4 separate regions of the Mus musculus genome follow, and all the other regions are linked to region 4. Evidence: chromatin contacts called from public Hi-C, HiChIP or PLAC-seq and promoter capture Hi-C data. All regions are on one chromosome and are shown on one strand. Each heading gives the region's core, a stretch centred on a gene start, on an enhancer-like site or on the middle of the called end of the contact. The rest is flanking DNA. Distances are from core to core; before and after follow the strand shown.

The links. Promoter capture Hi-C pulls out the DNA fragments that hold promoters and counts their contacts. A called contact is a pair of places that touch in the nucleus more often than the background predicts. HiChIP or PLAC-seq counts read pairs in DNA pulled down with a chosen protein or histone mark.
Region 1: an H3K4me3 HiChIP or PLAC-seq map of embryonic limb bud shows a contact between it and region 4, with 4 times the contacts expected there. The contact joins the enhancer-like site here to the promoter of Ror1 in region 4. A contact is called at or near these places in 11 of 39 promoter capture datasets (the HPC-7 cell line, HPC-7-derived erythroid cells, cranial neural crest and 6 more), 1 of 15 datasets of contacts at CTCF or cohesin (the NIH/3T3 cell line), 8 of 115 datasets of contacts at active chromatin or transcription factors (cardiomyocytes, craniofacial prominence, embryonic basal ganglia and 5 more) and 2 of 9 other capture datasets (embryonic stem cells and macrophages).
Region 2: a contact with region 4 is called in a Hi-C map of muscle stem cells, with 2.8 times the contacts expected there. The contact joins the enhancer-like site here to the promoter of Ror1 in region 4. A contact is called at or near these places in 7 of 39 promoter capture datasets (3T3-L1-derived adipocytes, cranial neural crest, frontonasal cranial neural crest and 4 more), 1 of 15 datasets of contacts at CTCF or cohesin (the NIH/3T3 cell line), 5 of 484 Hi-C or Micro-C datasets (the HL-1 cell line, cortical neurons, liver and 2 more), 13 of 115 datasets of contacts at active chromatin or transcription factors (craniofacial prominence, differentiating embryonic stem cells, embryonic basal ganglia and 9 more) and 2 of 9 other capture datasets (embryonic stem cells and liver).
Region 3: a promoter capture Hi-C map of hippocampal neurons shows a contact between it and region 4, with 2.6 times the contacts expected there. The contact joins the enhancer-like site here to the promoter of Ror1 in region 4. A contact is called at or near these places in 6 of 39 promoter capture datasets (embryonic stem cells, hippocampal neurons, liver and 2 more), 1 of 15 datasets of contacts at CTCF or cohesin (the NIH/3T3 cell line) and 2 of 115 datasets of contacts at active chromatin or transcription factors (neural tube and stem cell-derived neural progenitor cells).

The regions. Positions count from the first base shown.
Region 1 is chr4:100,431,727-100,438,588 of GRCm38.p6, reverse strand. All of the region lies in intron 8 of Ror1 (receptor tyrosine kinase-like orphan receptor 1), which reads right to left. Among named protein-coding and RNA genes, the nearest start is that of Gm35760, 42 kb to the right of the region's middle. Within about 2 kb of position 2,253, at least 4 of the 459 cell types and tissues checked have an H3K27ac peak or open chromatin away from gene starts, as enhancers often do. A contact at or near this core is called in embryonic limb bud, where this site is marked.
Region 2 is chr4:100,348,986-100,356,515 of GRCm38.p6, reverse strand. The region is part of intron 4 of Ror1 (receptor tyrosine kinase-like orphan receptor 1); the gene reads right to left. Among named protein-coding and RNA genes, the nearest start is that of Gm35760, 41 kb to the left of the region's middle. Within about 2 kb of position 4,530, at least 23 of the 459 cell types and tissues checked have an H3K27ac peak or open chromatin away from gene starts, as enhancers often do. A contact at or near this core is called in hepatocytes, liver and muscle stem cells, where this site is marked.
Region 3 is chr4:100,584,366-100,591,440 of GRCm38.p6, reverse strand. No RefSeq gene overlaps it. Among named protein-coding and RNA genes, the nearest start is that of Ube2uos, 60 kb to the right of the region's middle. Within about 2 kb of position 2,695, at least 61 of the 459 cell types and tissues checked have an H3K27ac peak or open chromatin away from gene starts, as enhancers often do. A contact at or near this core is called in hippocampal neurons and neural tube, where this site is marked.
Region 4 is chr4:100,094,318-100,101,007 of GRCm38.p6, reverse strand. Ror1 (receptor tyrosine kinase-like orphan receptor 1) reads right to left here and starts at 5,217. Exons shown (of 9, transcript NM_013845.5): 1 at 4,699-5,217. The coding sequence starts at 4,789. It overlaps Gm35701 (a long non-coding RNA gene), which reads left to right and starts at 5,365. Exons shown (of 3, transcript XR_376465.2): 1 at 5,365-5,530; 2 at 5,649-5,783.

The DNA.
Region 1 (6,862 bases), core at 1,004-3,503, 340 kb before region 4:
CCTCTCAAATTCTACTGCTTGTAGTTCAACATAAAAAGCAAAGCAGCTAAATGGCCATGCACGGCCTTTGTATAAAAGAGAGGAAACAGAGAGAACCTGTCTGGGTTTCCTTGCACATGCATAAGAAAATTTAGAAAGCTGTTAAAAGGAGACTCAAAACAGCAATGGCTACCAGCGAGGATCTAAGCAGGGATCTGAAAGAGAGGGTGTGCAGGTAGAGGCTTTCATCTCATGCTCTTTTACACTTTAATATTTTAGGGCTAGATTAAATAACATTAATTAGCGAGATATTTAAATTTAAGACCTTGGGTTAATCTTTCCATCTGACTAATCAGGGATTTCTTTTCTGCTACTATAGGTCTGCCTACTATTTTGTTTACATGGTCTAGACCAGTGGTTCCCAACCTTCTTGATGCTATCACCCATTAATAATAGCTCCTCATGTAATGGTGACCCTCAACTATAACATTGTTTCTGTTGCTACTTTGTATTTGCAATGTTGCTACTGTTAATGAATCATAATGTAAATATTTGTGTTTTCTGATGGTCTTAGGTGACCCCTGTGAATGGGCCTTTGTACAACAAAAGGAGTGGCGCCTAACAGGTTGAGAGCCATTGATATAACAGGTGGAAATGAATTACTTTTGCTACTGAGCAGTGTCTTGGCTCCTAAGACCATCAGAAATATGTTTTCTCATGGTTGAGAAACACTGGTCTAGATTGTTTCTTTCTGCTTTTTTTTGGTTCTGTTGACTAAATCTAGGGCCTCATGCATGCTAAACCCACACTAACACCTTGCTCCATCCACAGCCTCTAGGGTGTGATTTGGTGGGAACCGAAGGATTTCCTATGAGAGAGAAGGTGTGGCTATGAGAAATGCAACCAATTAAACTGCCTCTCTTTGTCATAGCATGGATGATATGAGTTTTTCTGGTAAGAGTAACCCAAGCCGAGTCCGTCCTGCATGCCGCTGAGGGGAGGGTTCTGATGATAGCTGATGGTAATAAAATAACCTAAGGGGCTCAGACAGACACGCTGACCTCTTCCACGGCATAGTCTGTGTTAATTACCTTTAGTCCTGAACAGGATTTCCAGTCTTGGTGATAGAGAAGGGTAAGAGATTGAACACTAAAGTCTCAGGAAAAGGAGAATCAGAACATAAATTAATGGACTCTCAGAACCAGAGTACCCTCTTCTACACATCTTTCAAGTTAACCCGTGGCGGAAAAAGTATGATTTAGTGAGTTTTGAATGCAAGCAAAAGCCCTGTCTTTTGGAGTTTGCATCTTGGGTCTGCTGTTTTCTACTAGTACTAGTTACTTCCCGAACAGCACTTAACCAATATTAACTGACTTACCACAGGCCTGCATGACCTTGATATTTTTTTTCTTTTAACTTCTCTACTGCCACCCAGAAGTAGATTAAAATTTGTGAGTGATTTAGATCTGCATACAGCCTTAATTAGTTCTACAGAGTCCTTGTAATTCCCTTTATTATTATTATTTTTATATGCGTTCTATCTTCTGCTAGACTTTCTATCTTCTGATATAGTCATTGAGCTTCTTTTAAAAAGTTTTCTTCAAATTGATGGAGAACTCCTTTGCATCTTGGCAGCACCTGAGATGCGGAGTTGCCAGCCTGCTCCTCTTTCTAGGATGTGTAGGTGGAGGCAGAGATTGGGTTGGGCAGAGAGAAGAGCAGGCCAAATTTCTGGGAAAAGGAAGGAAAGGGGTGACCAGGACCGTGGCAATGGCCTGGCTGGTCACCCTCCCTAATCCCCCATCTGCATCCAGTCTTTGGAGCTGCCCCTCCACTCCCCCCCTAAGTTAATTCCTTCTCTCCCATTCACCTTTGCAAGAACTCTGTTCTGTTATTTCATAAGTGAAGAAGGGTGAAAGAAGAAATAGAGTATGTTCAGGACAGCCATTCTGAAGCTTTGGCCAGCAAGGCCAGGCAGAGTGGTGGCCAGGGAGACTGAGCAGGTCTCTGAGACTTACTGGGAGTTGGGAATAATGGCCTGTACTCTAGGGTGTTGCAAACAGTTAGTCATACACATACAAGGCTACATTTTGACCCAGTTGCATCTTGTCATATCTCATCAACAGAGGTAAGCTAGGCAGGCATGTAGCTAAGTGTATTTTCTCTAACTTACCTAAGGAAGGGTTTACTAGAGTCACCCTAAACCAGCTTTGAGTGTTTGCTCTGGGAAGGAGTAGGGTAATCCCTAAACTGGCTGAGTTCAGCAACACTTTCCTTTGTAACACCTGTGCGGCAGCTAGCCTAGAAAATGGCCAGAAACACCCACTCTAAGCTTGGTTTCAGGGGAGCCATTTACGCAGCGATTTGCATTTTAAAAAATGCTCAAATTACTTGGTACAAATGAATCTTAACTACGGACCCATTTTCAAATTTTACATAAATCCTAAACTAGTTAAAAAATCATAAAACCCCTTAAAAGAAGCCGTCAGTAGACTGCTCGGAGATGGCAGGAAATTAGCTGTATTGTTAAGGAACAGATGGTTTATATTATACAAACCCTTTAGGCTAAACTTGTTTAGGTCTGGCATATTGTAAATTATATTTTAGTAATGAAAGTGAAATGACCTCGGCTTGACCTCAAGTGGGGTTTGTCTGTTTGAACCAATGCAGTGGAAGACTATGAAAGAAAATGAAGTCATAAAGTTTTGGCAGTTCAATTTTGGCTCATTTCAAGTTAAGGGGTTATAAATCTGTTTAGTTTTTGTTTGACAAGTATTTGTCATACAGGGATGTACAAAATGTAAAGAAGTGTAAAATACACACGAGGCACAGTGCCAAAGTAAACTAAGTACAAAGGCACCCTGGAAAGAACAGGGTCCTGGGCTCCTATCTCTCCATCATTCCCTCCATTAGTTAAATGACAAGATGGGCTGCGTTTATTATATGCTGTAAGGCAATTAAGTACCTTAAAACCGAAACAGGCTTTCAGTTTAAATGTTAACATTTTTGCTTCTCAAAGTAAACACACATCTGCCTCAGTTCAGCTTTAAAAATTATATAATTTTTGATGGAGGGGGAGGGGAAAAGTTGATGCAGAAGTTGATACATTGGCCAGGGTCTGATAGGGCTTCTTCTCCCAGTCATTTATAGACAGCCACTGGACTGTGGTGGCAATGAGTTCTTTGCAGACAAGAAAGAGAAGAGCATTTAAGTCTGGTACGTGTCTGGTCTAGGTCTGGCTAAGACACGGATCCTGAGACCAGGATAATGATGGTGGTGACCTTTTGACTGAAGGATGAGCAGTAAGTAGGGGTGCCCCCTTTCCTGTCTTCTAACGTGTGATACGGAACTGGTGAGCCATGGACAGAGTTTTAAAGCTATTTTTCATATAGAGATGGGCACAGATGGGTATCAAGAGTCATCTCAGTGACTATATCTTTCTCCCTTGGGAAAGTTTCACCTCAGGTGAGAATTGGATTGAAATGGTCTTCAGGCAGGGCAGGTGAGATGATAGCTTGCTTTCTCTTCCTCCTTTTGCATAGGTGACTAGATTACCCTAAGAAGTGAGGTAAGATTCTATGTGGTCCTCTCCATCTATAATACGAAGCTTGCTTTGAGACTTTGCACTTCTCTGCACTGGACAGAGCTACAGTGTAGTATGGGAGCAGAAGGCAGCCCCAGACAGGAAGGGGGCTCCAAGAGTGGGTACTAATGGACAGCTGAAGTTCATATCCACGTGCTTACCCAAAGCTTCTCTCTGCAGCCCCTGCCTTCCCTGTCACCCAAAGCAAAGCCCCTTCTCATGCTTTGACGACCAGGCTAACTGCAATCCCATGGTGCTTGTTTTGTTTTGTTTTGTTTTGTTTTGTTTTGTTTTGTTTTGTTGAGAAGCAGATTGTACTGAAACCCAAGCACTTGCAAGGGCAGAGGTTTCCACACCATGTCATTTGTGCTTGCCTATCTTAAGAGTGATGGAACAGTCTCTGGCCCTACCAAAATGAGAGGTGTAGTTTTGATAGTGGGATGTAGGAAGAGGGACATACCCTCTTTGGCAGCAGTTTTCTCTGAGATCTCCTTGCCTTGGAGACAGATTCCTTTCTGACTCTCAGGTACCAACCAGCACATCTCCACTAAGCAAGCATAAGAACTGCCTAGACAGTGCACGTGTTAGAGCAATTCTGACCCAAGCAAGGTGCATAGAAAGATGCTTTGGAAAGTTACTGACCAGTGAATAGCTCCTGGCTCATGTTCTGTGCTATAATATATTGATATGCCTTGTGGTATTAATGAGATTCAAGGTTCTTGATATAGTTGAGCTATGCCTTCAGTATAAACCCAGTTACTTAAGATGTATTTATTGACTGGTTATATCTTGCCACAGAACTGGTCTAGTTTACATTAATATAATGAGTCCTATGTTAACATAGATACTAATACTCTTGAATAGCCAGAGTTTACATAGTGACTTGTGTGTTAGAAGAAACATAGCCCTACATTAATGTCATAATCTCAGCCTATAGAAGTTACATATTGAATTCTAGCCATGTGCCAAACATCAAGAGGGTAATAATGGCTGACGAGGCTCCAGGGCCTGAGTCGATGGCTAGTGGAGTCTCAATTCAGACTTCAGATATCCTTTCCCAATTACTCTACCATACCTCCTTGTCTTTCTGTCATAAGTGCTTTTTTTTTTTTTTTTTCCAAAACTGGACCTAACCCTTATCATAGTACTCTAGGGCTCACCCTATGATTTCTCCATTTCATGAATGATACAGTAAGACTCTCAGCAGTTAGCACAACCCTTACATGATGGAGCCAAAGTTCAAACCCAGGTAAGTCTGATCCCGAAGTTCGAGCACTTTTCTGGAAAAGGGTGGTGGCGATTTTCCTTTGAGGCCTGAAAGGGTCTCCATCTTTAAACCATGGCGACTACTGGCAGGCAAGTGGAATGTTCAAAGCTGGAGAAGGTTCTGGTCTATGAACTTAGCCTTATTACACTGTTCTGTTGATTACTGGGTACGTGAACAGAACCTAGGGATGGCACCTTTGACTGAATGAGCACAAGATCCTGGGGGAACATTTAAATGGAAGGTGCCTTAGCAAGTGTACTCTGCTTACCTTCAGAGCTTACCTTCTTCCCCTCATGCTTTCTTGGTTCTTAGGTAAACAATGTTAGGTTTGTGAAACAATAAACTCCACTGATAAAACAGATATGACTACATCCTAAGAGCTCAGATGCCAGCCTTTGGGAAGATTATGGACAGGTTCAAAGCCTACAGATGAACTAAGAGGCTTCTGGCTAATACAATCAAATTCTAGCGGGAGGTTGAACCCAGACTTTGCCACATTAGATCTGTATCTCTCTGAAAGGGACTTAATTTAAACATCTTTCTTTTCTCTGCAGTGTAACTGTCTAATCATGTAAGTATTTGGTAGTGACTGGTATTGATTCTGGGGGAGTTTCTTTAGAGTGCCTATGGTAAAACTTCTTTTCTACTCAGAAATGCAACAAACAAATGTCAGTATTTTCTTTTTTTAAGAATAGGGATGTGTGTATGTGTATATATGCATGAGGGCATATGAGTGCAGGTACTTGTGTTCAGAAGAGGATGTCTAATCCTCTGGATTGGAGTTTCAGGAAGCTATGAACTACATAATATAGGTGCAAGGGACTGAACCCCTCTCTACTGCAAGAGCAGTACACACTCCTAACTACCACGCCACTCTGCAGCCTCTGCTTTTGATCTCCAGTCACTAATCTAATTACTGATCTCCAGTTATGAATTTTGATACCAGGTTGATCATTCTGTGGTCTTATGGGCTCATGAGTGTCAACAAACATGAAAATTAAGACAGTGGATGAAAAGAGGAAGTCTTTGAGCCCTAGACACATATAGACTTGGCTTGGAGGTTTGGCTTTTCCTGCTGGCTGTGGGACTTTGGGAAAATTCTAATCTCAAGCTTCATTTTCTTTTCCCACCCAAACTTAGACTCAAATGAGAGTTTCTTCGCAAGGAAATTATACAAAGTCTGTGGAAATACCACAGTCACACACAGTGATGAAGTACACTAGTCAGTCCTTTCATGGTCCCTGTTGATGGGGCTCATTCCTCTGAAACAGTTTCTGAATGAGGCTCTCCAGCTGAGATGAGGGGTGGATGCCCTAATGCATTATGGGAGTGAGGCAGGAATTTATACCGCCCAGCTGTCCAAAGAGTTAGGTCTATGTCTTAACTCGGATTCTGTTGCCTCTGTTTCTTCCCAGTTGTGCTGGGGGCTTGCTTCATCTTTTTGTTTTCTTCTAAACCCACACTGCCCTATTCAGAGCAGCTGGCTTCAGACAAGTTTGTAGTTATCACTGGAACCAAAAATAATAGGAATTTCTAGCTACTTCTATCTGCAAGGTGCCAGACACTCTACCTCAAAGTGTCAGAAACATTCTTAAGTACTATTTTTATCTTTCCTTCTTCACAGGTGAGAAAATAAAGGTTCAGAGAAGTGTTGAGTAAGTGATTTGTTTAAGATCTCATGCCAGTAGATAATGGAGCCAAGATCTGTAATCCAATCTTTCTACCTCTTAAATCCCAGCTCTTTGAAGACTATCATGCTACCTCCTAGCAATACACTGGGGTTGGTGTGTGTGTGTGTGTGTGTGTGTGTGTGTGTGTGTGTGTATTTAGGACAGTTAGGCACAGACCATGGGAACTCTGGGGTGCCGGATGAACTTTAAAGCTTGAGATTGGTCCTTCCACGTTGATAAGTTGTTTTACCCAGGGGCAGCTACAGGCCCACCAGAGAATGGAACGAGACAGAGAAAATAGAAAATAGATGTTTCCCCCAGGGAAGTGAAGAAAGAGACATGAAAGGAAGGAGACAGGAGAAA
Region 2 (7,530 bases), core at 3,281-5,780, 260 kb before region 4:
CAGCTAGGCATGCCCAGTCAGGGAGCTTCAGCTTCAGTGAGAGACCCTGTCTCAAAGAAAGTAGAGGGAGACAGAGGAAGATGTCCAGTATGGACCTCTGTTCTGTCATTTACATTCATATATGTGCACATTTGTGTGCATATTAAAAGCACTCACACATGAACATATACATGTATATACACCCATACACCCACACATACACACCCACACAAACACACACACACACACACACACACACACACAGCATCAAGTGCAGAGCTCACTGCATGGCCCTTTATATTGCAGCTATTAGAACTATTAGTTTCTTAGGCAACATTTCTTTCCCCGTGTGGAAATGTGTTGTTTGTCATAGCAGGTATCAGTTCCTTCACAAGCCCACAGGAGCTAAGGACATGGAACACTTCTCTTCATCTATATGTTTCTACACCGAGTGGGAACTCAGGGTCTTATGCATGATCCCATGACTCCAGAAACACAGAGACACTTGTGTCTTGTAATTAATTAGAAAGGAACTTACAATTCTACACCGGTGGCTCTGCCCTTTTTTGGCAATGATACTGCATTTCAAGCCATTTCTCTTCATGAAACTGGAAATGACCTAGAATGCCCAAGGGAGAGCCATGGGTATTCCCCAAGACATTTCCCCGGTGGAGAGAACCATTGTGCTGGAGCCAGGTGGGGGAAGGGGTGGGGAGCTCAGCTTGGCACTGATTGCCTTCTTGGGTCAAGCTTACCCCACAGAGCCAGCGGCTTGGGTTCAGCTGTGGGCCAGACACTGCAGGTGGAACAAAGGCACCATTGATGCTGCTACTCACAGAGCAGGCCCCTGGGCGAGCATCAGAGGGCTTGCAGGCAGCTTTAGTCCGTGGCAGGCTCATCTCTACCACTGCCCTCAGGGCCCGGGGTTGCAACAGTCATACAAGAAGAGGGGGAAGGGATTTGTTAAGCCAGGTGGAGCTCAAGAATGCTGCCCCAGCGTTATGAAGCAGAGATGTATTGTAACCTGTAGCGTGCATTTCATTCTCATGATAGACTTGCAATTGGTTACTCAACAATGATAAACCAAAGGGGCTGTGGACCGGTCTTTTAACTAACTTTACATCTTATATCGGTTATAATCCTGCTCCCCTTCCCCATACTAACATTTGCAGTTTTATTGGGGGAGAAATACTTGTCTTGTTGTGTTGTGTGTCAGGTACCATGTTGCCATGCTATGGGCTCTTTTGTATCTTATGACAATCCTCTAGGGTAGATATATTATTCCTGTTTTATAAACCACGGACAGAGGCTCAGGTAATTGAACTTGCTTTTTACCATATTCCTTGTAAATAATCAACTCAAGCTTTTAAAATGATCCACTAAAGCTCAGTCTAAACTATTTCCCTACTGTTTCAGAATATAAGGTAACCACTGTTCCCTCAAAAATAGGCGGCATAGGGCCAACACGATGGCTTAGGAGGTGACGTGCTTGCTTCTCAAGCCTGAGGACTTGAGTTTGAGCCCCAGATCCCAAATATAGGGGGAGAGAGGGAACAGATGTCACAAAGTTGTCTTCTGGCACAGTGACACATTTGCACATCATCCACATTCTATATTATAATAATAAATAAAATGATAATAATAAATTAAAAATTGGAAAAATTAACATATATCAAATCATAACTAGTGATGCTTCTAAGTGGCATGAGGATGAAAAATTGAACTTTCATGATGTAATTTGAGGCAAAGACAAAGAAATGTGTTACTCTTAGAACATTCTACACTGCTTCTCATTGCTTTGGTGCCAGGGATTGAGCCTGAGCCTTGCAGCAAGCACTCACCCTGTGAACTACGCTCCTCCTTTTGGGAAAGTAACTAAATAACTAACCATAGGATTTCTGAGATATAACATACAGGCTTTTTGCACTGCCTCCATGTTCTCTTGAAGTCTGAACCTTTCAGAGGGCATCAGTATGGGCAACTACTCAAAGTAGCACACACATGCCTGAGTGGCACCTTCGTCTCCATGTCTTCCTCTAAACTTAAGCAGGCTTCTTCCTCAAGAAGGCATGTTGAAGTCTTCCCTTTGACCTGGATGCTTATCTGGAGAGAACACAGCTTGAGGATTTCCTGCAGCTGTTTGAATGATCCATGAAGGGGACAATCATAGAGATTTCAAAGGAATTGAAGGACCCGGAGAAGAAACGAAAAGCTCACCTTTGCCCTGAGCTTTGTGTGTCTGTCAACCAGGGAACCTGTGGGCTGGCTCACTGGTGTCTCCAGGTGTGTTCAAGAGTGTCCAATTTCAAAGAACTCTGGGAACTCTTACTCTAAGTCCCAAACAAAAGACTGGGGCTTTGATTTGAAACAGATAGACAATTCAAATAGCTCTGCAGGGTCCTAGCTACCCCACGAGATAAGATCCAGTGACACAAGGGACATCATTTCCAGCCACAATGAGCAGGGGTTCTACATGGCAAAGGGCAGGGAGTCCCAGATGGCAGGGAGACCCAAAATGAAATCACTGGAAGGAAGAGGCCTGAACTAAGGCACAGAGGGCACACACACACACACACACACACACACACACACACACGAAAAAGAACAGTGATAATTTCTTTTGGCAATCTACCAGACTATCATATCCATGGTTTGTCACAGGTCTTTGCTGACATTGTCATGCATTCTTCCCATTTTCCAGGAAGATGTGTGTAGAACCATAATAGGAATCCAGACAGACCGATGCATGGGAACCAGCTCTCAGAACCACAAGCATGAGAGGGCAAAGGTGGTATCAGCTACAAATGTTTCTTTAGAAAACAACCCAACAAGATGATTTGGGAAAGCCATTTTAGGAGAACACGAATATTGGTAAATGAGAGATAGATAGTGAATTTAGAAAAAAAAAAAAAAAGAATCTAAATACCCAATGGAAAGGAAGCAAGGAAGAGGTTCTACCTGGTCAGTTACTGTAGCCATGTGAGAATGCATGAGGATGGTCCTAGAATACATTGTTCTGTACCAGCCTCTGTTGAGTGCACACCGTATCTGTGTGCTTCATAGAGCATGAGTAATCCCACCTCAGTCTTAAAATGGAAGTCGGTGAAGATGCTTCTGTCAGCATCCCACCAAAAGGGCTGGAAAAACGAAGGCTGTGAAAAAAGTTAAAGGAACTTCTCTTCATGGCGAGCTAATGAGTGGGGTGACAGTGGTGAGCTAATGAGTGGGGTGGCAGGCACTGCCAGCCCCTGCAGAAGGAAAACATACTGGCATCGAGGTAGAAGACATAGGCACAGTTTTTAAACCTTGTAATTTATTCTCTAAATGTTTGCAAGTATGAATGATTAAAGACATCCCATGGATAGACAGAATTAATATTGTGAAAACGAACATCTCATCAAAAGCAATTTATAGGTTCAATGTAAATTACCCCAATAACAATTCCCATGACAAAAATAGGAAAGAAATTCATATGGAAGATACTCTCCCACTCTGTGGACTTCGTGGCCCCTGGATGGGCTGATTCCTTGCTCTACAGAAGCTCTTTAGTTTTATGAGGTCCAGTTTGTCAGTTTGACCTTAGTCTCTGAGCAAATGCAGTTCTATTCAGAAAGTCTTTTCCTGCACATGAATGTTGGAGGTACTAACTGTCTATGCCCCCACCCCAAGAAATCCCCCAAAATTTGCCTGAGATATTTCCATATCAGATTCCAAGCTATAGATAGTATAGAGGTATAGCAATAAAAATAATGTGAGTCTGGCACAAAACAGCCATGGAGATCAATGGGATAAATTAAGAGTGCACTAAATTAGATCATCTGATATTTGACAAAGATGCCAAAATGTACACAGGGGAAAAGACAGCACCTTCAACAAATGGTGACAGGAAGGTTGGGTGTTCACATGAAAAGGAATAAAATTAGGCCCATATCTATCACCCTTCACAAAAAGTCGGTGAGAGTTGAGCAAAGACCTCAACTTCCATGAAATGGGAAAGTTGAAACTCCTAGAGAAAATCATAAACAGAACTAGAAAACAGGCTAAAAAAATATTCAGAGTGAGGGAACCCCGAGTCAAAAAGACACATACGGCATGTTCTCTCTAATTTGTGAATCCTCGCTCTGAGACTTTGAATGTGAGTTTATAACCTGAAGTAATCACAGAATCCAGGAAAATAGAAAGGGGTCATGGTAGATGAGGGGAGAAGGAACTCTAGAGAGGGGACTCAGAAGACATAGGCTCTAGGAAGGGCAGAAGGGCAACTGGGAGGGAACTTAACTGGGGAAGAGGGTGGTTAACAGAGAAGAGGGAGGAAGGAGGGATGGGTTTCCCAACTAGAACTCAAACATTCAGAGAATGTGCTTGGCTCTAATTGTACCACAAGGTTTATTGTTTGATCAGACACAGAAAGTATGTCCCCAAGTCAGAGTCTCCAAGCATTTCAGAAAGTTCTGGCTACTGGGAGCATGAAATGAAATTAGCCATGCTGGGTGCTTAGTACAGTGCCCTGGGACACTGACAAAAACTTGGCAGATACCACCTCTACTATTACCACATGCCAGGGACTGTCCTTCCAACCCACATACAAGACAAACACAGAGCTTAGCCACAGCCACCTACTGTCTGGAAGAAGACAAAAAACAAAAAAAACAAACAAACCAAACAAAAAACCCTCAGTCCTGAGAGGCCAGATAACTCTCCTGTTGTCACACAAAGGGCACAGCTGCTTTCAGGGGACTCTCTCCTACCTCTGCCTAATCTAGTCTTTGTAACAGAAGCAAAGAATGATGGTATGTATCAGCCTGCAGAGGCAGCATGACCTGTTGTGGACTTTCCTAACTAACCCTGTCCATAACTGGCCAGGTAAGTCTAAACATCTCCATTCAGGGATTTCAAAGCCTCTGAGGTGTGCCCTACATCATTTCCTAAAGCATCCCCCATTTCTAGTCTACACAAGAGGCAACCAGCTCTCCCAAGGCTTTTGCCATTATTATTTATTATTATTACTTTTTTTTTTTTTTGAGACATAATCTATGTAGCCTAGACTGGCTTCAAACACACACCCCTTTTGACTCATCTCCTGAGTGTGGGATTGGAATTGTGAATCATCACTGTGAGGGATACTGCATGCCTCACCTAATCCCCTCTATCTTAGAACCCAGTTCAAGTCCAGCCTTTATCAGGAAGCCCACACATCTGCTTCTGCCCCTTTAACCTCCATCTCACAACTAGTTAAGGAAATGATGTAAGGCACACCTCAGAGGCTTTGAAATCCCTGGATGAAGATGTTTAGACTTACCTGGCTAGCTATTGGTGTGGTTGAGTTGTTTTGTAGTTTGTAGTTTTATCTGGCAGTTCCTAAAAAAGTTGAATGTGGATGTATAGAGTACAGGGGTTTATGGGTTCCTGTAAATGAACAGTCTAGTAGCTTAGGGGCAAATGCTGATCCTCGTGTATACCGCAGGGGCCGGCTTGGTCAAGTAGCAACTCTTTTTGTCTAAGAGTGGCCATGTAGCAGTTTCCCTTTGAAAGAAAGGCAAGCTATTCTTATTCAAAGAAGAATGAATGCTGGAGATGTGCTCAGTGGTAATTTGTCTAGCATGTGCAAGGCAGGGTCTAATCTCTCAAACTGCAAAACAACTCAACCACACCAATAGCAAAAGACCAAAACCAGAGTCAGGCCAGCCAACGAACAAACAAGCATAGGTTGGTTTCCTTCACCTTCCTGAGTCCAGTTCCTTGCACTGGACTCTATCGTCTCTGTGCTGGTCAGGCTGCAGGCTGTAACTCTATTGAGAACCATGGAGCAGCAACAGAACTCCTTTTATGCTGACCTCTAGTGAAGGACGCCCAGCCTTGGAGTGGGGCTACAGGGAAAGCTCACCACTCTGACACAGCATTTCATCCAAAAGAATGTCTACCATTCCTGCATGCCCTGTTAACCCACTGGGGATGGGGGAACCCACTGGAGAGAGCTCATCAGAGGCTTTCCCTCAGATCTTTTCAAAGAAGTCCTGTCATTTGCCAATGTGATCTTTCTTAATGTTGTGCAGATGGCAGGCTAATCCATCTTCAGATGATCTAATTGCATTGAACTTTTATGAAACATTTTGTGGAGTTGCGATGTCTTAATTGTGAGGCGAGTGCTAAATGTCTTCAAGAGTACTGAGCCAAGCACTCCCATTAAGCCCAGCATTCCCACCAAGCCAAGCATCCCCCGCCCCCGCCCTGAGCCAAGCATTTTCATTTAAGCCAAGCACTCCCACTGAAGTGGAGAATTTCCAATGGAAACATTCGGGGAGGGGGGGGGACTAGGAGGTGGGAGTGAATAGACTCAGCAAGTCCAGTTCTTAGGGATCAGTGTTGATAAAGATCCAGTTTTGTTTCAACTTACTGGCAGAGAATTTCCACACAGGGCTTGTGGAGTGTCTCCTGTGCCTTGCAAGCATCACAAGTCTATTTCCCATAAAGAGAATGAGAACAGCACAGGGTAGTGGAGAGAGAAGGACCATCAGAGGAGGGCTTTGGGAACCTGACTGGTGGAGACTCCATGCAAATAGTATTTTCTTGTCATTCCCCTGTTCTGCTGCTGTCTTAGCCCAGAAAGCTTTACAAACCTTGAACACACAGTTAGTTACCTACAGGAAGGACATTGAATCATATGGGTGTATGGCTGAGGGGGACGTGATCTGCAGCTTCTGGATTTGGGAAGAAGGCACATATAAGCTGGTGAGGTTAGTGTGAAGAGCATGGGCTCTTTAATTCCATGGTTTCTTGAAGTGTTGCTAATGCTGCTTCTTCAGCAGGAATACTCTGTGAAGTTGTCTTCTGAGTTTGCATTTGGGACAGCCTGGACTTTCAGTGGAAGTCAGACAGTAGCCATCTGAGATCTGGGCTTGGCTCATTTCTGACTCCCTGGTGGATACCACACACCAAACTACTCCATCCACAAGAGGACATTTGATGCTAGGTCACAAATACAGTGCCACACCCCCAAGATTCATGGTAGGAGAGATGCAAATAACCCTGGCCCTATTCCTTGGCAGGCCTAGGGGATCCGACAATGCTGTTTGTTTGAACTAGGATTAAGTCCTATTTCAAACACTAATGTGCGCTCTTGTCACCATCAGACTTTCAGGCCCTCGCCCTGCCCTCGCCACAAACATATTGACATTGGCCCCTGTTAACAACATCCCCCTCACTTTCACCTTCCCAGTCTCTATGCCGCGCTGGGTGTGGCAGAGCAGGAACACAGGCTGTAAAAGAACTGGGCTTCTTGATTCCACCTTGGGGTCCCTGGTGATGCTAAAAATTGGCAGGAACGATCCAGGTTCTCCATCAGAAGCCCATTTCCTGGAGAATGGTCATATTTCCTTGGCAAACGAGGACACAAGAGAAACTCTTTGAACCATTTCCAACAATGCAAAGAGAAGCCACAGAAAGCAGAGCCCTACCAGGAAAGGGAAACAAAAACCTCCTTGAAAGGTACGCTGTGGACCAGGGTTCTGGCTCAGTGGATGATGCTGTGGACCAGAGACCTTGCTCAGTGGA
Region 3 (7,075 bases), core at 1,446-3,945, 490 kb before region 4:
GTCTCACGGCGCCCTGTTTACTCCCATAGATGAGGAGCCAACTGCTCTAGTCCATGGAGCACAGTGCTCTTTGGAGCCTAGCTCCACCTCTTGAATTTTAGATGGCAGCTTTTCCTGGACACAGCCATTACTGTCTGGGACCACTGGACTCAGCCAGTCCTAGTATTAATCCTTCGATTTGCAAGAGATAAATCAGTTCCACCATTTTGAGCCAAATTTGAGCCAAACTTTAATTAAATACTGACCAGAATAGACTTTGGTTAAGACCACCCTCTGGAATTCTCCATGAGTGGTATTGAGACATGAGTCATAGGGGCTTTTTTAAAGGACAAAACCATTTGGCCAGTTTATGGCTTTGTTATTTTCCAAGAACTACAACTCCCAGAATGCCAGGTCAGGTTGGATTTTGGTCTTAAACCAGCAGCTTCTGCAGTCCATCCCTCAGTGATTTAGTCTGCTATTCTAGTTTAGGAGGTGTTTCCAAACCTCCATAGAATACAGGCAACTCTGGATCAGAATAGGCCCAGCCATTCTACAGTTCCTGTGTTCTGAGCCATTCTTGGACTGAAAATGTGACTTAGAACCTTGCTTTAGGACCACTCATATCAATTTCTTAGGAGATGTTAAAGCCCTCTGCCCTAGGCTGTCCAAGATATTCAGTCTCCTAACTGAAGTGTAAATGTCCAGAACTTTAAGATTTAAAAAAAAAAATGGAAACACTAACACACACACACACACACACACACACACACACACAGAGAGAGAGAGAGAGAGAGAGAGAGAGAGAGAGAGAGAGAGAGAGAGAGAGAGAGAACATGTATTAAACATGTATTTATTTTAGGTGGTACTGGGTATTGCGTTATGCTAGGTAAGCACATGACATCCCCAGCCTTCTCTTTTCCTTACTATTTTGAGATAGGGCCTCACTAATTTGCTCAGGCTAGCCTTGAATGCATAGCCTTGCTTTAGCGCAGAGGGTGTAAACTACCCCCTGAATCACAATAAGTAAATATCTGAATGGATGAACAGAGAAGCCGACATTTCCTGGAAAGTTTGCTCTCTAGCGTTGAATACATCTTACGGTAGCCTGTTGCTTTAAATGGAAATAGGAACCAATATCATCATCCTTTCTGCTTTCTTAGCCCCTCAGTCTTGAACAGAGGTAAAGTCTGGAGCTCTTGCAGCCCTGTTGAGAAAGGCACTGGAACAAAAGGCAGCACTCCACATACAGAAGTGTGGAAAAGAAGCAAGCTTGGCCCTTGGTAGTGTCAACCCACCACCAGCTTTGTGGGGCCAGCCCCACCTGACCCAGAGCAGCTGCTTCTTCCTCTTCCTTATCCTCTTCCTCCTCCTCCTCTTTCTTCTTCTTCTTCTTCTTCTTCTTCTTCTTCTTCTTCTTCTTCTTCTTCTTCTTCTTCTTCTTCCTCTTCCTCTTCCTCTTCCTCTTCCTCTTCCTCTTCCTCTTCCTCTTCCTCTTCTTCTTCTGTAGTATAGAATAGAGTTTATTCAGTGCATGGGGAGGGGAGTTAAGAGGGTAGTTGAGAGACACAGAGAATAGAGGTTGGCCATGAGCACGTGGAGAGAGAGGGGGAAAGAGAATGGGGAGGAGGAAGGGGGAGGGAAAAGCAAGGGAGCAAGAGAGGAGCAGGAGCGACCTGGAGCTTCTGATTTTGAGAGGAAAATGAATCTCTGTCTCTTTAAGCCTCTTTTGGACTGCTACCTCTCTCTCTCTCTCTCTCTCTCTCTCTCTCTCTCTCTCTCTCTCTCTCTCTCTGTGCCTATGCGTGTGTGTGTGTGTGTGTGTGTGTGTGTTCCTATCAGTCATATAATATGGGGATCCATAGATATTAAAACCTTGGTGAACATTAAAGTAAATATATCCTTTTAATAACCTTCCCTATTGACATTGGGTTTATTTTAGATTGCTGTAACGTAACTGTCTGTCACATGTAGAGTTAGCCAGGACAATATTAAGTGTGTAGGTTCCCTTAGAAATGGCTAGTGGCTTGTGAGCACACCTGCCTGGGACACACCGTTTCTCCTCTGCAGAAAGCCCTTTTCTCTATCAGGGGAGCACTGTTACCAAGGGCTCCTCCCTGAGACATGTAAAAAGCCCCAGGAGATGATATTGCATGTTGTAATTGTATTTGTTGAAACAAAATTCAATTAGTAAATTTAATTATCCTTGGCTTTTAGGGGGATCGCTTTCCGTTTGGATTCCAGTGTGGTCTCTAGAACTCAAAAATAAGACGAAGAACAGGGGAGAGGGTCTGGACTTTGAGGCCACAAATAAAAGCAAAAAGGGGCCTGCAGCTCTTCTGCAGAGCAGTGTGCAGCAAACAAGAGCTAGCTTTTCTTTGCGTGCCTGATAAAAACCTCAAACCACGTGGGCTTTGCTTTGGCATCTGGATATCAGATTAGTCGGAAAGAACACAGGTTTGGAAGGGTGGTTAAGCTATGGAACTGTTTAGTACAAGATTTGAGCGTCTCTCCCTCCTCCTTCTTTCCCCTGGGGAGGGAGAAGAGAGACAGGGAGGGGATGGGAAAGAAGGGAAGGGAATAAAAGGAAAGGTAATAGGGAGGGAGAGGAGAAGGGGGGTGGGGAGGGGAAGGGACAAGGAAGGGAAAAGAACTGTCAGTGTTCTCAGAGTCTCCCAACCTGTAATGAGAAGGAGGCAAAGGCGCTCTGGGTGGAGATCAGGCTCGGGAGCTTTCTTGTTGGTACCTAGGGCACTCCCGCCCCCTCCTCCCAGGGCGGGCATTAGGCACTGGAAGTCATTGAGCAGGATCACAGGGGCTCTGGCATCTGACAGGCAGGATTGACTGACTTCTCCAGGTTGGCTCTGACTTTACCGAGCAGCACTATCGTTAAGCTAGAGTAATTTCCTCTTAGAAAGCCTTTCCCGCGGTGTGGAAACGTCTTCCCTAGGGAAGCACAGCGGTCCCACTCATAAATGCTCTTGGTTTCTGCCAGCCTTTCAAAGTGCTTGGCTTCTGGGAACCTCAGAGCCTGAGCACGGGCACAGCGGCTAACGGGCGCCACCTTCAGGGAGAGAGGAGTAGGAACAATAAGGCAGATTTTCTAAAGCTGTCTTAGGCTGTAGTGATACCGATACCACTGTTTTTGGGGGGATGTTTAGAAGTTAAGTTTCCCATCTTCTCTCCTACTCTCTTCTCGGAAGTCTGTGAGTCACAAAACTGGAACTCACACTCGTGTAGACTTGAGCTTCAGATTCGCCTCATGTGGTGAAGGCGAAGAGATCCCTTCCAGCGATAGGTGTCCTAACTAAATGGCTTGTCACACCCCAGGGGCAGATTTAAGAAAAATCTCCCACCAAAATGCATCTCAAAGTGCTATGTATGGATGCTCTTCAAAGCCATCCGTGTAGCTGATGGGTTTGAATTCAGGTCTCTGGAAACTGATTTTTCTATCATAGTCTATCAGATGAATTATCAGAAGTACAACTTCTTTTATGAAATGCACAAGGCTCACTGCAGGTCTGCGCCGCTGCTTTTAGTATTTTATAATGCATTTGTGCATTTTTTTTTTTTTGGTCTTCTCAGCAGCCTTAACAACTGAGGTGTCATTCATTATTGCCTATCCTGCTGGACTAGAGAAACCAGTGTGAAAGTGGGTTAACTCCTATCCCCTGGCCACAGTTTGCAAGCATGTGACTGGCTCTTGATGTCAGACTCCAAATTTGGAATCCCCCACCAGCAACCCCTGCTGTTGCCTGTGGGGTAAAGAGTAAGAAATTCTCTCAAACTAGAACTGTTTTGTTTCTAAATGTTTCTATTTCAGCTTGCATGTATTTTTGACATATTTTTCCATTGGCAGCTAAAAATAGAAAATATAGCCATAGCTTGGTAATGAAAGAACTCTTATGATATTTTAGGAAACATTCTCGTTCCACATGGAATTATTTTAGAAATCAAAAGCAGAAAGATCTCTGGGCAATCTCCAAATATTTACTAAAAACAACTTCTAAATAATACATGGATCAAAGAATACAAACAAAATTAGGCCTCTTTTAGTTTTAGTGAAAATTTGAAACATAACAGTTCCTTGGATTGCCAGGGAAGCAAGAGGAACTGAGGGGGACTTTACTCAGGGTTGGTCTCCTTTCCAAAAATGTGGAGTCCAGAAGTGTCTCAGAATGCTTGCTTAGCCATTACAACTTCAGTATGGCCTAACCAGGAACCCCCAAATCCAAGACATTCTGAAATCTGAAATACCCTAAAACCGGAAATTGTTTGCATGTTGGCTCTCACTTTGCAGGGAGCGGAGGAGAGTAGGCAGGATTTTTGGATTAAAGATAATAAGTCTGTTGGATTAAATTCTTGGGTTTGGGGAAAAGTCTTCAGTTTAGGTATCAGCTTCCAGTGTAAGGAATTGGGGCTGGGGGAGTAAGTTAAGCCTAGCACGGTGGGATGCACCTGTACTCCCAGTTGCAAGAGGGTGAAGTTAAGTCTATGCAAGTAGATCAAACAGTGAGAACCTAACTCGAGGACCCCTCCCAAACAAGCATTGCTTGAAACAAACTGAAAACAAGAGTGAGCTGAACTCAGAGGAAGCCGCAGAGGTAAATGAAGAATAGTGTGGCAGAAATTTTAAATTACATTGGTGTATGTGTGTGTGTGTGTGTGTGCAGGCACACACGCAAGCACATGTGTGCACATACATACCTGCATGCTACAGAGAACTTGTGGAGGTCAGAGAACAATTATCAGGACTCGTCTTTCCCCTATTACATAGTCTTTAAGGGATGGAACTCAGGCCCTTAGGCTTGGCAGAAAGTACATATATTTCCTCATATACTTCAACCCTTGCTAATAATTTGACCAAGAACAAAAAGGAATTGAGAAATTACAAAAGCCCAAAGCATAAAAAAACAACAAATAAACAAACAAACAAGAACAAAACCAAAACCCAATAAAGTTAGTAAACCTCAGAAAACGTATAGATGCTTGGAAATCAAACGACACACTTATCTTTACGAGAGCATCATGTGTGATGCATCTGCATGTGCATTTGTACATGTATGAATACAAGTGTACGTGTGTAAGAGCATGCACAGGTAGGAGCTTGAAGTTGCTGTAAGGTGACCTGGATTTCTCTTTATTTACTGAATCAGGGTTCACTGAATCTGGAACTTTCCAACTCTGGCTAGTCTAGCTAGTCGACTTACTTCAAGCCTCCCTGTCTTCATCTCCCAAGTGCTGTGGTTACTGGCGGACACCATGCCTGGTCAGATTTTTTTTTGGGTTCTGGGTAGCTGAACTCTGGTCCTCACAGTTGGATGGCAAACACTTTATCCATGAGCCATTACCCCAGCACAACAATACAATTTTTAAAATTAAATTTTGCTTATCATTTTAGTGTGTGCTTTACTGTGTGTGTGTGTTGCTGGGTACGTGTATCCCAGCATGCATATGGAGGCCAGAGGATACGTTTATGGTGCCAGTTCTCTCCTCCCACCTTTGCATGAGTTCTGGGGAGTGAACCAGGCTGTCAGGGCTGCATCACCTCAGGCAGCAAGCGCTTTTACCCTCTGAGCCATTTCACTGACCCAACCAATACTACCCATTTGAAATAACATTATCATTTAGGAAATGAGTTATTGAGGAAATCAGGGACTAAATGAGGAAATTCTTAGAGTAAAAAGAAAATGAGAATAGATGAGAAAAATTAGGATATGGCCAAGGAAATCCTAAGAGGAAATTTTATAGTTACACATGACCAGAGTGCTCTCCAATAAATAACCTATTCTTAATCTCTAGAAAAGAAAAAAGAATCCAAACTCAAATTAGTAAATGTCAAGAAATAATAAAAACCAGAAATTAATGAGGCAGAGTGAAAACACAATGAATAAGTGAGACAGAAAAAGAGTTAATTCGTTGAAATGATTGATAAGATCAATTGATTCCTAGTCAAACTAACCAAGATAAAGAGAAAACTCAAATCAATTAATTAGAAATGATAAATGAGACATTAGAACAGACTCTGGCAAAATTCAGAAGATTTTCAGTGAATAGAATAAAAAGTTAAGTTCCAAGAAATTGGAAAGTCTAAAAGAAATGAATAAATTTCTGAATACATATGACTTAAAATGAGAGGTAGAGATATAAACAATCTAAGCAGAAGAAAATGTGTCAGTAATTTTAAGTCTTCTTTGAAAAATAAGTCCAAACTGTATAGATTTCTTGCCGAATTCTATAAAACTTTCATAGAAGACCTAATACAAACAGGTAGTTTTCAGGCTGCTCTACAGTATAGCAAAGGAAAGGACACTATCCAACTCATTCCAGGAGAACAATGTAATCTGTGGCTCACACCTTTAAGCCTGGCACTTAGGAGGCAGAGACAGGCAGATTTCTGAGTTCAAGTGATCACCGCAAAAAAAGAAAAGTACAGAGCTGTCTTCCTGATGAGCATAAAAGGCAGAAGCCTCAACAAAATGTTGCAAACTGAATTCAAAATCACACCAAGAAGTTGTGATAGCGAGTTGTTTGCACCCCAGGAATGCACCACTCTGTCAATGTATGTGAATCCATAGAGGTATTGTTCTTTATTAGTGACTTAAAGACAAAGATCACATGATCCTCTTCATGAACCCAGAAAAGGTATTTGACAAAGTGCAACACACCTTCATAATAAAACCAGGAGTAGCTAGATTATACTTCCCCATAATAAAGGCTATATACAACAAACCTGCAATCAACATTAAACCAACTGGGGGGAAAATGAGAGTATTTCTCCGAAAATCTTGCATGAGACAAGGTTCCCACTCTCTTCTTGAAGGAATATATTGAATCAGCCTATGGGTTTAACAGTCTCATACAAATCTCCATCACATTCTCAGAGTTAGGAAAAAGCAATTCTAAGACTCATGTGGAAGCACAAAAGATCACAGGGAGTGAAAATAAGTTAAACAGAAAGAGAAGAGCCAGAGTAATGACTGAGCTCAAACTATCCTACAAAGACATAGTGATAAAGACAGCCAGGCACTGACACAAACAGACAGTCAAGTGGAACACAGCTGGAAAAACCAGAGGTGAACCCACATAACGATGG
Region 4 (6,690 bases), core at 3,968-6,467:
TAAGAACTAAACCAGGAGGGACCAGGTAGGACAGAGGTCAGTTATGATAACACCAACTCTCAGGGCTTACAAACCCATCAAAGCCATGTGCCCTGGAGAAAGCAGCTTAACACATCTCAGTGCCTAACCTGACCCATCCACACAATGAACTAGTTATACCATCACCTTCCCTGGGTTAGTTTTGAGAGTTCTGTGAGCTGTGAGTTAATACCAAGGAAGCCTTTTTCTTTTTTCTTTTCTTTTTTTTTTCCGAGACAGGGTTTCTCTGTATAGCCCTGGCTGTCCTGGAACTCACTTTGTAGACCAGGCTGGCCTCGAACTCAGAAATCCGCCTGCCTCTGCTTCCCAAGTGCTGGGATTAAAGGCGTGTGCCACCACACCCAGCTCTAAGGAAGCCTTTAAACAGCAACTAACCCATTAAACAAATTGCACCAAGTGTCTGTTGAATAAATTACAGATACAGGAGTACCTTAGGATGCTTAGGCTCAAGAGATGCATGCTTAGCTGAGGTCACAAGACTTTATTCATTAGCTTCTCCCAGGCCCAGTTGCCAGCCCATCTACCAGGAGGGAACATGGGGCATGAGAGAACCTGGGCTGTGGCGGAGAACCCACCATCAACACTCTGGTTCTTTTCATCTACCCTGGAAAGCACCTCAGTACCCAGGCATCTCCCCTTGCTACAATTGATGGTGTGGCTGGTCTTTGATACTTTGTGGGTTCTTTTTTTCCCACTATTTATCTCCCTGGTTTCACTTCCCAACAAGAATAGAGGAGGAGAAAGGAGTTAGGAAAATCCTTGGATCTATTTTTTTTTCCTTTTTTTTTTTTCTTCTTTGACCACAAATACTAACAAACTGTAACCAACCTCCCTAAACGACCAACAACCACCCACCAGCTCTCAGGACCCTAGCATTTATATGCCCTCTGAAATGTCCCCAGAATTCCAAACATCACATAATTACAGGAATTAGCCAAGACTGGCAAAATCATGCTTCTGCTAAAGCATGAGGCAAATCATAGTCAGCTGCTATGAACAGATTCTTATAATATATTTCTGTGTGTTGTTGTTGTTGTTTTTAAGAAACCAAAATTCCAAAACTGTCACTACACAATGGCCCCTATCTTTTCAGTGTTGCTATTTCCTGGAAAATCTGATCATAGTATAAACCTATGTCTATCAACCTACATGTGGAATTTTGTATATTATTTCTGGAGGGTTGAACATCCTGAATTTCCTGCATCCTTAGTTAATTTCTCAATTAATTTCTAGGCTGGGGGCTCTTCTCTAATGCATGACACTCATGGATTTATTTAAGTCTTATAAGGCTCAGGAAACACAATCATCATTGCCTACACAATGAAAAGGAGGAGTCAGACCCAGGTCTGTCAATGCCAAAGCCTGAGTTATAGCCATTAAGCTTGGCTAATGGGTTCCTCTGATACTACTCTTTTTACTAGAACACGGAAAATGAATAATCTCTGATTAGTGGGCTGTGTTTTTAACTAAGTGAAGGAAATAACCATATACTTTTACATATAACCAAAAAGGTTTTCTCTCCTCCACTCACTCAGCAAAACTGTGGTCCCCTTAATATATTTGCACAAATGCATAGTCTATTTCTCTGCAAATAGACATTTATGTCAAGCATACATAAGGTTTAAAAGTATCAGTTCTCCATAGTATGCTCTATACCGTTTTTGGTGTTTTTGTTTTGTTTTGTTAATATTTGAAGCAGTGTAAGTGCTTGTCATCAAACCACAGGCAGAATGTTCCTTTGGATGCAAGCGACATGCATTTAGAAATATTTTAAAAGTCTAATTTGGAGCCTATTTTCACATGCAGGAGACAGGATAAAAGAGATCAAAGCTGAGTTTTTGAAAGAACTCTTGGTCTTAGGAGATGTCACAGTCAAGTAATGTGCCTTCCCTATGAACGTGAGGAGCTGAACTCATTCCCCCAGCACTCACTCATATAACCTGCTCATATAACCCCAGGCATAGACAAGCCCAGCCAGCCCAGCTGGGTAGATGACCTCCAGCGGAGTAAGCGAACGTGTCTCAAAAATCAAGGTAGAGATTGATTGAAGAAGACTCTCAACACTGACCTCTGGCTTCAGAGGAATACCCACATGCCTACACATGTGCACACATCCACAGAAACACAAACATATATTCACCACACACTCACATACAAAAGTAAAATAAAATAACCCCTAAGTATCCCAGCCATTGGAGGAACAAAACAGCCTAGTGTGTTTTCAAATAAAGTAAATCACTGATAAGCAAGCACTGCCAGAGGCAATCTGACCATACACCCTCTACCTATGCCTCTGGGTGGTGCCTCCTTGCCATCAAGGTAGGATTATCCAAACATCCCTAATAAAAGCTAAAGCTGACTGATAAGGGCCCTCAATGAATTCACCAGCAAAGCTAACAGGCTCATGGCCCTCAGGAGACTCCTATACTAAATGAAGCAGGGACGGACACCTACTGACATAGCAATTGGAGACTTAGAAAATGACAGCTGAGTCTTGGGACACCTCCCTCTGGCTTCAAGCAGCCAAACCACAGAATGAGCACAGTTCTGAGAAAGGCTCAGGTAGGTTCCAACAGTCTGGAGCTCTTGGGAGCAGTAATGAGTGTTTATACCTTTGGGCAGGTAGGAGGTAGCTGGGAGGATCAACAACTAGCAGGTCAGAAACTATGTACATAAAGGCTTTCTCCTCCCTGCCAATCAAATAGAAAAGGGATGAGAGAAATACCGAAATACTGATCCATTTTTAATTTTTTTAAAATAACTTAATAGATAAAATATATCTCCTCTCAAGCTTATGTCCTGAGCCATTGACAGGCAGGGTTGCCTTAGGAATCTCAGGCCAGAACAGAGATTTACAAAAATGAAAAGGGATTTAAGACGTGGTAAGACAGCAACAGGTTTGAACCCATTATTAGAATAAGGAACAGGAAGGAAAGAGAACTTTGGGTAGCTACTGACAACGGTATTGTTTTTACATTGGCAAATTCATTGCGTGGGTGGCTTTTTTAAAAACAGATGACCAAAAAAGGTAAACACCCCTACATCCCCCATCTCATCCCATCCCAATCAGCAGAGGCTGTGACCTCAAAATCACTGGCTGATGAAAGGGTAAGAGAAAGTAAAGGAGCGCACAGGAACAATGGAATTAATCAAGGCCCCCAGGCCAGGAATCCAGCCTTAGGTACCATCACCCCAATTGTGCTGGACACGGGTCGGCAGCACGGCCCCATTTTCTGCTTTTCACCCAGGTGTAGTGGCGAAGAGCCAGATGTTTGGCATCCCCAAGCAAAAACATCCAGGAGAGCAAACTGTTTACATTTCATCAGGGTTTTCCCTTAAGATAGAGCACCCCTGCTGATGTGCATCTTAATGGAAATTAGAAACTGTATTCACACCCCCCCCCCCGTGGAGCCTCTAGATTAGAATAACGACACTTCAGAACTCTGTTGGGTGAGCGCTGCTCCCATCCCAGAGTCACCTCCAGGAGATCAAAATCCGCACCCAGCTTCCTTGCTGAGAGCTTTGTACCAAGAAAGTCACCCCTAACTTTTAGTAGAAACTAATTCAGCAGTCATTCAGTGAGTGGTTCTTTTCCCCAGCTGTTCAGTAAACTAGACTCTTCCCTAACTGGCTTACAGATGAATGGTAAAGATATGAATGGTAAATATTTCTGTTTATCTAGAGAGGCTGGGGGCTGGAAGTGGGGGCGGGAAGAGTTCAGGGGCTCCAACACCCCCTCAAGGGATGCATGTTAAAAGTGAGGCCCAAGACCCCCAGAGACTTTAATCAACTTTCCCCCTCTAACTTCCAAAGAATGAATTGGTTGTCTCCACAGGCGCAGCGGGCTCTTCCCTCTCATTGTGTGCAGGCTCAGACCCAGCGAGGATCCAAGCTTCCCGCAGGGAACTAAGACGCTCCGGCTGCCGGTGGAGGCTTTCTCTAACTGTAGCGATTGTCTCTGGAGATGACCAAAATCAAGTATGCATTAGATGACCTCTATTTCTTCCACCTCGACACACACACACACACACACACACACACACACACACACACTTGCACACGTGCACCCCGGAGTCCAGAGTATTTTGGAGCAGCAGGCCGCCTCTAACTGCACAAAGTGGCAGCGGAAGAGCAAAGGTTTTGGTCTGCAGGATGACCCTCTAGAGGGCAGGAGGCTCCGAACACCAAACAGAGAAGACGCAAGGACAAGGGAGTCCTGGGAGTACAGGGCTTTTGTTTGTATGGGTTCGCGGACCGCCTGGGCTCTGTCGGAGGCGCCACTGAAAATACAAACTCTTTCTGGGATAGAGAAGTAGATAAACTGGACCCCAGTTGGGGTGCGGTAGGAATCCAGAAAGAGATAGGCAAAGGATCAGCATCTCCCCCAACATACATACACACACACACACATACACACACACCACCTCCAAAGTTCTTCTACACTTCCTGTCAGCACTGACAACCACAGCTGGATGCCTACGACCAGTCCTCCAGAGCCCAGCCCGCAGCCGAGCTTCAGAGAGAGTCCTGGATGGCCTCCCTCGGGCGGCCCGTGCAGGCGGCGGTCGAATGACCAGCTCCGGGACCGGCGAGGCGCTCACCGGGCACTCAGCTCTGGGGGGGGGCGGACGGTGGAACCCGGGCGCGGGCGCTGCTTACCTTGGGCATCAGCCCCGCGTGCGGCCAGCAGCAGCGCGGCCAGCAGCGCCAGCGGTGGCGGGCGCGTCCCGCGGCGGCGCGGCCGGTGCATTCCTCCTCTCGTGGCGGTGCTGGCGGCTCCCTGGCGGCGCGCAGAACATCCACGGGTTCGCCCAGGGCTCCGGGTCACTTCGTCCTGCCGCAGGCACTCGCAGGACACCGGGGGGCCTTTGCAAAACTCTTTGTCCCTCTGACCTGCTCCCTCGTCTCCGCTCTGCCGCCCTGGACCTGGGAGCGCGGCTCCTCCCGGTCGGTACTCCGCAGCAGCCCTGACTCAGCCGGCTGTTCAGTCCTAGGCTCTCTGTGTCGCTCTTGCGAACCGTGTGTCTCCGGCTCCGACTGCAGAAGAGCGTGCCCAGTGCCTGGAGCTGCGGTCTCGGGGCTCACTAAGCCGAGGCTCCTCCAGCTCTCCACGATCTCTCTTCTCGCCCAACTTGTCACTTTCCACCAACTCCACAACCCAGCGCCCCAGCCCGGACCAATGGCAGAGGCGGGCCCAGGCCGGGGTCCCAGCGCCCTCTACTGCTACCTCCTGGACTCGCACCTTCCAAGGCATCTCGGAAAGCAGCTACCACACCTCCTGTTAACCCATCATCCCCCCTCCGCCCCCTCCCCCTCCCCCCCAACCCCACTCCCCACCCCCCACTCGCTGGGGACCAGCCATTGATGTTGATGGGACCTTTGAGACATTTTGACGGAGAAGGACTTTAGGGAGATGGGCTTCCAGTGTAAAGTGTGACTGGATAAGTTAGGAAGCCCAGATTTTAACTGTCTTTCTCTGCCACTGCCTTGGGTGAGGGAACATGTACAGATATTACACCGTGCCCCATTTAATTTCTTCTTTCCCAAAAGTTGCTTAAGGGGGAGCCCAAATACAAGTGACTCATGTGTCTTCTTGTTTTTAATCCTAGGACCACTACATCTACACCAAGCTCATCTGATCTGCTTCTTTTAGGACATTAAGAGAAGATTCATCTTCGTTCTTTATTGTCACTGTCCCCCCGGCCTCCTGAAAGTTGTTTCTCTGCCTTCTGAACATGAACAGAGTAATATTTCAGTTTGTCTTTTTAATATTTTTTATATCACATAAGTGTTCTGTTTCTTTACATACGGTGTATTTCTCTTGCTCTTGCTCAGCTAAGCAAGTCTATTACCTCCTATTTACATTACTTACAGTGTTTTTATTTTTTTCTCCTGGTTTGCCGTTTATTGGTTTTGTAATTCATAAATGCTCTTGGGAGTTCAGTACCAAGAACACCCTGGATCATATAAAGTGAGCACCCACTGTATGCCAGACTGACTTGGATTCCAAGGATGCAAGAGTAGCTAAGGACCCCTGTCAATATTGTTCCCCAGAACACAAAGATACTCAGAATCTGTCCATGGTCACCTGGCTTCCTACTAAGTACCTTCTGCTTGCCTGCTGCATTATAGACAGTGAGACATATTGCAGTTTTAAAAGTTGGTGTGCAGAGACAGGAGTCTAGCACAGCTATCCTCTGAGAGGCTCCACCCAGCAGCTGACTCAGACAGATACAGACACCCACAGCTAAACAGCAGATGGAGCTTGGGAGAATCTTATAGAATAGGAGAAAGGATTGCCACCCCTGAGGGGATAGGAACTCCACAAGTAGACCAACAGAGTCAGCTAACCTGGACCCCTGGGGCTCTCAAGAGACTGAACCACCAACCACAGAATATACACAGGCTGGACCTAGGCCTCCCCACACATATGTAACAGTTGTGCAGCTTGCTCTTCATGTGGGTCCTGAACAACTGGAGTTTGAGGTATCCCAAAAGCTGTTGCCTGTGCCTGGATATGTTCTAGCTAGGCTACCTTGTCTGGCTTCAGTGAGAGAGGATGCACTTAGCCTCAAAGGCACTTGATGTGCCAGGGTAGGGGTTACCCAAGAGGCCCTCACCAGCTCAGAGAAGGGAAGGGGTTGGGGAGGG